2 separate regions of the Hordeum vulgare genome follow, and region 1 is linked to region 2. Evidence: chromatin contacts called from public Hi-C data. All regions are on one chromosome and are shown on one strand. Each heading gives the region's core, a stretch centred on a gene start, on an enhancer-like site or on the middle of the called end of the contact. The rest is flanking DNA. Distances are from core to core; before and after follow the strand shown. Region 1 holds the start of LOC123402112 (actin-related protein 3). Region 2 overlaps LOC123404678 (CCAAT/enhancer-binding protein zeta).

The links. A called contact is a pair of places that touch in the nucleus more often than the background predicts.
Region 1: a Hi-C map of leaf shows a contact between it and region 2, with 9 times the contacts expected there. The contact joins the promoter of LOC123402112 here to the enhancer-like site in region 2. A contact is called at or near these places in 3 of 6 Hi-C or Micro-C datasets (leaf and seedling) and 1 of 1 datasets of contacts at active chromatin or transcription factors (embryo).

What each region holds. Positions count from the first base shown.
Region 1 is chr6H:333,745,456-333,749,384 of MorexV3_pseudomolecules_assembly, forward strand. LOC123402112 (actin-related protein 3) reads left to right here and starts at 2,471. Exons shown (of 10, transcript XM_045095993.1): 1 at 2,471-2,969; 2 at 3,049-3,283; 3 at 3,370-3,594. The coding sequence starts at 2,923.
Region 2 is chr6H:333,553,275-333,557,235 of MorexV3_pseudomolecules_assembly, forward strand. LOC123404678 (CCAAT/enhancer-binding protein zeta) reads left to right here. Exons shown (of 16, transcript XM_045098615.1): 16 at 1-361. The coding sequence ends at 22. Among protein-coding and RNA genes, the nearest start is that of LOC123404678, 17 kb to the left of the region's middle. Within about 2 kb of position 2,022, at least 3 of the 3 cell types and tissues checked have open chromatin away from gene starts, as enhancers often do. A contact at or near this core is called in leaf and seedling, where this site is marked.

The DNA of each region.
Region 1 (3,929 bases), core at 1,221-3,720, 190 kb after region 2:
CTTCCATTGAAGAAGCTACATGTGCCTCAAAAGCTTAATGGTAAATAAATCTTGTGAAAGTTTTTATAATCTCTCCCTAATAATAAAGCAACGATTGCTTCTGTCGTCCGTCGTGACAGTTTTAGAAAAACGTCTCCCTGATTTTTCAAAATCAACCCGCGGTCCTCCATTAATTGAAAAAAAAGTTTCATTTTTCCAAAAAAGCCCCTGTCCTCCACCGGTCCAGGGATGGGGTGGATCGGGATGGTCCGTTCCCGATCTGGCTGAGGAGGAGGTCGGCCCGTCGACGGCAGCTCCGGCGTCGGCAAGCGTCGCGGCGGTGGTCAGAGCTGGAGGCGAGGTCGAGGGGCATGTGGGACGGCCGGATCCATGACGATCCGGGCCGGATCTGGCGGTGGGCGCAACGCACCATGCGGCGGGGCGGCGAGGCTGGAGGCGACGGCGCGCGGGGCGGCGCCGTGCAGGAGAAGCTCACGGCCGGGCTGACCGCGGCGGCCGTGACGGCGGCGCTGGTGCTGCCCGAGGTCGCGGAGGCCATTGGTTGTTGTTGATTTATCATCCCTATAATGGTTCTTGACAATTTGCAAGTACGGAGTACATACGGATTAATGGAATCCATGGCTTTTAACAAGTCAAATTCAATGACAATGATTCAGATAAGTATGGAGTTCACGTCCAATTTTACATTTGGCTGTTATGAGAAAATAGTTTGTATATTATGCACCTTGAGGACGAACATCAGAGATTGTGGGGCAAGGATATACGAATATCATTGTGTTTGTAAACTTGTGAAGTATTTGAGAAGCCTCTGTACATTCAACAAAAAAAGACATGTAGGCAGAATCTGGTTAAAGATTTACCTACGTGGCTGCATTCATGACAAGACTACATGATAGTTGTTGGCAAGCTCCTCGATAATTTAGGAAAACCTTCTGTGCAAATTCAGCAGTCCAAGGATTTCATTACATTTCCCCGAATTTATAGTTTCTTACACAGAATTTATAGTTTCTTACACCTGCTTGTACATGAGCAGATGGGTCACTTTATTCAAGTTCCATTATATTTGAGACAAGGAAATTGTTTATTGATGCTTCACGAAGAAGCAAAAATAACATGTTCTTTTTATCTCTCAGGGAGAACATTGGCGTTAATTACAACAGCTTGAAGAGTAGGTTATGTATTTTGTTGATTTTACAAATTGATAATTGCTGCATCACGTACTTAAATGTGATCTTAAGTTTGGAATTTGAGTGAAAACTTTTGCTTAAGCACCTTTTGTGGTTTGAGATTTTCTACATCTTTTGCTTCATGCTTGCTTGTTCTGGCTTTTGCACCATCAGTTTTCCTCTCATCATTCGGTTTACTTTCCTTCTATTTTCTCTCTTTACCTATAGCCGATGGTCCTACTCATTTTAGGAGTTGTTGGACACCAGGGCCTTGTAGTGGAGGGGCCGCTAATGATACTGCACTTCAACACCAGGATTAACGGGGATTTCAGCGGCCACCCCGCCATCAGCTCAACACCAACCGCAGCAGCATGATGGGTGGGCGCCGCGGCCTGATGAGGAAAAAGGTGAACTTTCTTTGCATAGTTTAATACTCCATCTGTTCCTAAATATAAGTCTTTGTAGAGATTTCATTAGTGGACTACATACGGATGTATATAGACATACTTTAAAGTATAGATTCAATCATTTTGCTCCGTATGTAGATCCTTAGTGAAATCGCTTAAAAGACTTATATTTAAGAACGGAGGGAGTATTCAACTTGGATGTTGTTTATTGAAGAAAACCCAAAACAACTTGCGCCTTGATTTTTTTGCTTGCTATTGGTGCAAATTTAACATGTTTGTTTTCGGTCTTTTATGGTCGAACCAAGAAGGATTAAGTGTTTTCTCAATTATTTGTTTGGCAGGCCGGACAAGATGTCATTTATGACCTTCATGCTTCAACTCACTTCCTCAACCTGGCTAACCATAGTTTATGGTACCTGTTTTTTTGCTTTGTAGTGAAGCTCCTGTGGTATTTGCTTTGTACTGAAACTCCCGTTGCAACGCACGGGCAATTGTCGTAGTAAAAAGTTACGTTTTGTAGTAATTGTTTAGGTTGCTTACCAACATGTGACATGTGGTATTTGCTTTGTACTGAAACTCTTGTTGCAACGCACGGCAATTGTACTAGTAAAAAGTTACGTTTTGTAGTAATTGTGTAGGTTGCTTACCAACATGTGACAGGTGGTGATTCTTTTTGTTAGTTTAGTGGCAAATCCACGTCCAGACAGAGGGCTAAAATATTCTCTACTATCGCGTCAGGCCCACCTATCAGCGTAAAAGACGTCCTCCAGGCCCGCCTGTCAGCTGCTAAACGCCGAAATTTGAGTACGTGCCCACTGCTGTGAGTGTGAGTAGTACCGGAGATTGAGGAGAAGGAAAGGCACGAGGCCGTCCGTCGGTGGCGGCGTCGCAATCATCCCGCACGCCCCCACGCCACGCCACGCCACACCGTCACCGCCCGCACCAACCCGAGAAAGAACAACACTGGAGGACACCGGCAGCATCAGCAACCCGCTCTCCACCCCCGACAATCCCAAAGCCAAGCAAAGCAACACCAAACCCAAAGCACAAGCACAAGCACAAGCACAAGCTAATCTCGCTCCAGGTTCCACTCTCCACCACGATTCCTCGATTATCTCCCTTCTTCTCCAAGCTTCTAGTCCCCTCTCGCGCTCTCGACTCCGCACCAACCAGCCCAAGCTCGGCCCCTTCGGTGGCGGTTACTACCACTAGTGCCGGTCGGTGGTGGGATGCCCGCCGCTGCGACGGTGGCTGCCGCCCGCTACCGTTTCCTCCCGTCGCCGACTTTCCTCTCGCCAGGCGCAACCCGGTGGTGCCGCCGGTGACCTCATCTCCGCCCCTGCACCACGATGGACCCCACCTCACGCCCCGCCGTCGTCATCGACAATGGCACCGGGTACGCATCTCTGTCCTTCACGCTTACCAGATCTGCGCGTGGGTCGAACGCGCGATGCTGATCCAAGTAACCGTGGCAGCTACACCAAGATGGGATTCGCGGGGAACGTAGAGCCCTGCTTCATCACCCCCACCGCCGTCGCCGTCAACGAGTCCTTCTCCGACCAGACGCGGGCCACCGCCAAGGGGAACTGGCTGGCGCAGCACAGCGCTGGCGTCATGGCCGATCTCGACTTCCTCATAGGGGAGGAGGCTTTAGCCCGGTCACGTTCCAGCAGCACATACAGCTTGAGCTACCCCATTCGCAACGGCCAGGTGGGTGCCGAATGTTGATGTTATGTTTTGAACTCTCATGTGCGTGCGTGATCTTCGTTAACTTGGGCTGAAAATTAACTGCTCAGGTTGACAACTGGGACACCATGGAGAAGTTCTGGCAGCAGTGCATTTTCAATTACCTCAGGTGTGACCCAGAAGATCACTATTTCCTGCTGACCGAGAGCCCACTGACTCCTCCTGAAACCCGGGAGTACACCGGGGAGATCATGTTTGAGACGTTCAATGTGCCTGGTCTGTACATAGCGGTTCAACCCGTCCTTGCCCTAGCCGCAGGATACACAACAACCAAGGTTAGTCGTCAGAGTTTTCTCTTGTGGTTATTGATTGAGCTTTTAGGATTTCCCGAGCCTGGACTCTGAAACTGGCCATTCAGTATACTTTTACTGTTGTATTGCACATTTCCGACGAGCAAGATTTACAGTGGTTCCCTTTTCGATTACCTCGTTTGTTCTGTTCTGTCAATGTAGAATACTCTAGGTTATGCTATGTGATCTCTTGTCTTGGACATTCAACATGTATTGTGTCCTGGGGAAGACTGAGTACCACTAAGACTTCTTTTCATATTAGATTTGTTACGAAAATGCTATTAAGTGGTGCTTTTCCAGTATCACTACTCCCAAATTTC
Region 2 (3,961 bases), core at 772-3,271:
GAAGTCCAAGAGATCTGAATGAGGATGAGATTATACCATGTTGGAAAATGTTTGTTGCGATAGATTTGGAAGACACAAGTGGATCTTCTCATAGTGCAAGCGGCTATAACATGTTGGTCTACCTTCTGGCACTCGCCGCCACCAGTTCCTCTCTGCCCATCCTTTTGCCCGTGGGGACGCGCTGGCTCTTGCAGGAAGAAAGAACGGCGTGTGATCAGGCTCGGAGAATTACGCGATCAGTTATCTTGTCTAGGCGTCTAATTTTGACATTTTTTGTATGTTGCAAACAATTTTTTTTCCTAAATTATGTAAACTGGGTTCCTGAAGCTATTATCCACCTAAATTTATTACTTTTTCATGAGAACGTCCACAGCATGGAGAAAATGGATATCCCTAATTTCGAGATCTGTAAGACACAGATTATTATTGAGTTTGTCTAGATGTGTCTTAAGTATTGCACATCTAAATGACTCAATCAACATAAGAAGAAAACAGAAAAAGGAAAAAGAAAATATCTGTATGAATCTTCAAGTAAAATCAATGATATGTGCTTTAGCAAACCGTTATTTATACTTGGAAACCCATGGAATATTAGCAAACAATGTTTTTACGGCAGCACGAGGAAGGTGAAGTACAAGACACCTATGCATAAATTAAACAATCACCAATCAACGTGCCACACGTCACAAGGCACCTACGTAAACTGAACAATCACCAGCCAACGTGCCACACGTCACACTGCACGTTAGAGGCCACTATCTAATAGAGCAGGACGCCCAATGCAAACGCAAAATGTTTATCAATGGATTGTATTTTTCACATGGGGACAGTGCCCATATTGTTTGAAACATTACCAGTGTAAGTGTATTTGATGCTCATTTTAATCTCAAGCCACCAATTGATGTTGTGATTAGCATGTGAGAGAACTTGGACACGACAAAGTAGCTATTGTTAGCGGTGTGTACAGGTTGAGGAGCTTCTCTCGGAAGATATGGGAATCGACAACATTGACTTGAACGGCCGCGCGGTGCTACACATCCTCACCACGAGGGATGGTGGTGGAAAATAGTGGTCCACTAGAAGACCAACATCAACGCCCACAAGTGAGAATTGACTAGAAGCACTTGTTTGTACGCTAATGATGTCGCAGTCTTTCTCAACCCAATGAGACAGGAAATGCTAACGCTGCGATCAATCCTTCGAGCATTCGCGGACGCTACGGGACTCAAAGTAAATTTCACCAAGAGTACGATGTTGGCCATCAATGACGACATCTTCTGCTTACACGACGTGGTCGGACCCCTGGGGGCCATATGCACAACCTTTCCATGTAGATTTCTCGGTCTCCCGCTCTCCCTCCACAAGCTGCGCAAGAGTGATATGCAACCGCTTATTGAAAAAATCTTGGCAAGGTTGGCGTGTTGGAAGTTCAAATTGCTTGCTACCGCACGCAGGCTGGTCCTCCTCAACTGGGTGTTCTCAGCGTTCACGGTGCACTAGATGTCGGCGCATGAGATGCCGAGGTGGGTGAGCTGGCAAATCGACAAGATTAGGCGTGCATGGCTTTGGAAAGGCCAGGAATTTTGCCACAGTGGCTAATGCAAGGTCGCTTGGGGTAGGATCTGCATGCCTGTTAGAAATTAGTCAGTACATTAACTCAAGGGATGTGTCCAACTCCGAACAATCGTGTCTCCTCTCTCTCTATTGTCAATACGCACCTGTTCTGAAGGGATGTCTTCGAACATACACCTATTCTTCGCACCTTTTTCAGATGTATGTATACTTGAGAATCAATAGAAACAAGACTAATTGTCCATTCACTTTCATTCAATCTCGTTTCCGTTTAATACGTTATCAGTCACGTGTCTCTACCGAGAGCAGAAGGCCACAAGAGAGATCAGTCCATCCAGACAGTTACGGATGTCGTTCTCGTCGCCGATGACCAACCACATGCGAAGCGGCGCTGGAGCCCAGGTGCCAGTGCTCGACCTGGCGCCCTCCAGCGCATGGTTTGGTCTCGCCCTCTCGTTCTCCTTCTCCCGGACGCAGACAGTAGTGGCCGACGCCCTCCCCATCACGGCTCGCGATGGAGCCCACAGCGGTTCCTCGACAGCGGCGCACCCGCATCTTCTACATCCACGCGACGACGAAGGCGGTCGATGAAAGTGTGGCAACGCCCGACGCGACTCCTAGGGAGGAGCACGCAGCGTCCTTTGGTGGTTCGGCCTGACATTGAACGCCGTGGCTGTGGCGCCCGCCCATACCCCGCGCCCGTTTGCGTGGCCGCCGCCTGTGCCGGGCCACACCCGTCCGCTCGGCCGCGCCCCGCGCCCCTCAGCCTGTGCCGAGCCGCGCCCGTCCGCTCGGCCGTGCCCCGCGCCCCTCCGCCTGTGCCGGGCCGCGCCCGCGCCCCTCCCCCTGACCGCCGCCCGCGCCAGGCCACGCCACGCCCACGCCCGCTCGAGCCCACACCAGGCCATGGTTGCGCTCGCCCGCGCTCGGACGCGGCGCTCGATCTCATGAACGGTGCCGCAAACGGCGCCTTCATCAGCGTGGCTTCCAGCCACGGGCTCCTTGGTGGTTCCTCTCCCAAGGAAGATGACGAGCACGGAGGGGGCTCACCTCTCCGCCGGTGAAGTGGCCAACTAGCCGTGGGAGTCTCCGCCCGTCTCGGTGCGATTTGGGAACGAAAGCGGTGGTGGATATTTCCTCTGGTCCCTCTTCCTTATCTGCTCGCGTTGGCCTGGATGGGCTGCCTTCACGTGGCAAATTTGCTTGTGGCTGGTACTTTATGCAGGCCGCAACGCCTGTTTTATTTGCTTATTTGCATCTTTGTTTAGCAGATTAGCAATTAATCTCCTAACAACACTTCTAGCAGTAATTTACTTTTGTTTTAGATCTGCTAAAATAGTCCATAATTTTAGTACTGTTTTCTGTTGAGTTTTAAAATTCCAGAAATATTTGTACATTGATACTTGACATGTTCAATGTGTTTACCACATATCAAATTTTCTAGCACATGTTTTCCGCGATTGAGATTAAGTTTTCTCGCAAAACAATATTGATTTGCGATTGAGATTAAGTTTTCTCGCAAAACAATATTGATTTGCGATTGAATTTGTTTTCTTTTTTCGAAAACAATCTCACTGCGATTGAGATCAATTTTCTCTCGCAAAACATTAATTCACTCTGCTGAATTATCTTGCAATTTGATACAAGATCATCTCATTTAATTTGAGGTCTATACAATTTAAGTTTTCACTTGAGCATCAAGTTTTCAACATCATTACTATTCATTACAATAGTAGTGTATTTCTGTTGAGTACCGAGTTGTATTCCAGATCTTAAGTTGATGAAATATATTTTCATGTTTATCACGTGTTGAGATTAATTTTGTCCATTTGCAATAGAGATTTTTAATGTCTTGCGAAGATAAATTCAGTACTTCTACGGTACTGTTTCTCTGTTGAGTACGATGTATTTCGAAATGTATTTATTTCCATGTTCAACGCATGTCAAGATCAATACGTCTATTTGCAATTGAGATTTTCAATTTCTTGCAAATAAATATGCAAATTTTGAAGTGTTATTTTTCAAATTGATGCTTGGGATCACAAGGTAGTCATATGGATCTACCGCCCATGCAGATTATCAATGATTATTGATAAAGCCTACATTTTGTCGTCTTGACATTATGATTGTTTTACAAAGTGCTGTCCCACACATTTTACTAAGTCATGACATAAGGCACTACGAGTGAGTCTAGTGACTTCATCAGATTATACTCCCTAGTGCCGCGAGATCTACTCCATTTTGGAGATTATCTTGAAGGTACCATATTTAGCAATTTGAGATTCACATTAATGGTTTCAAGATAAGTTCTTGAAATACCCATTAATTTTACTAAATTCATTACAACATCAACCATGATGGTCTTAAATTTACTGTAGGTAAATTAATT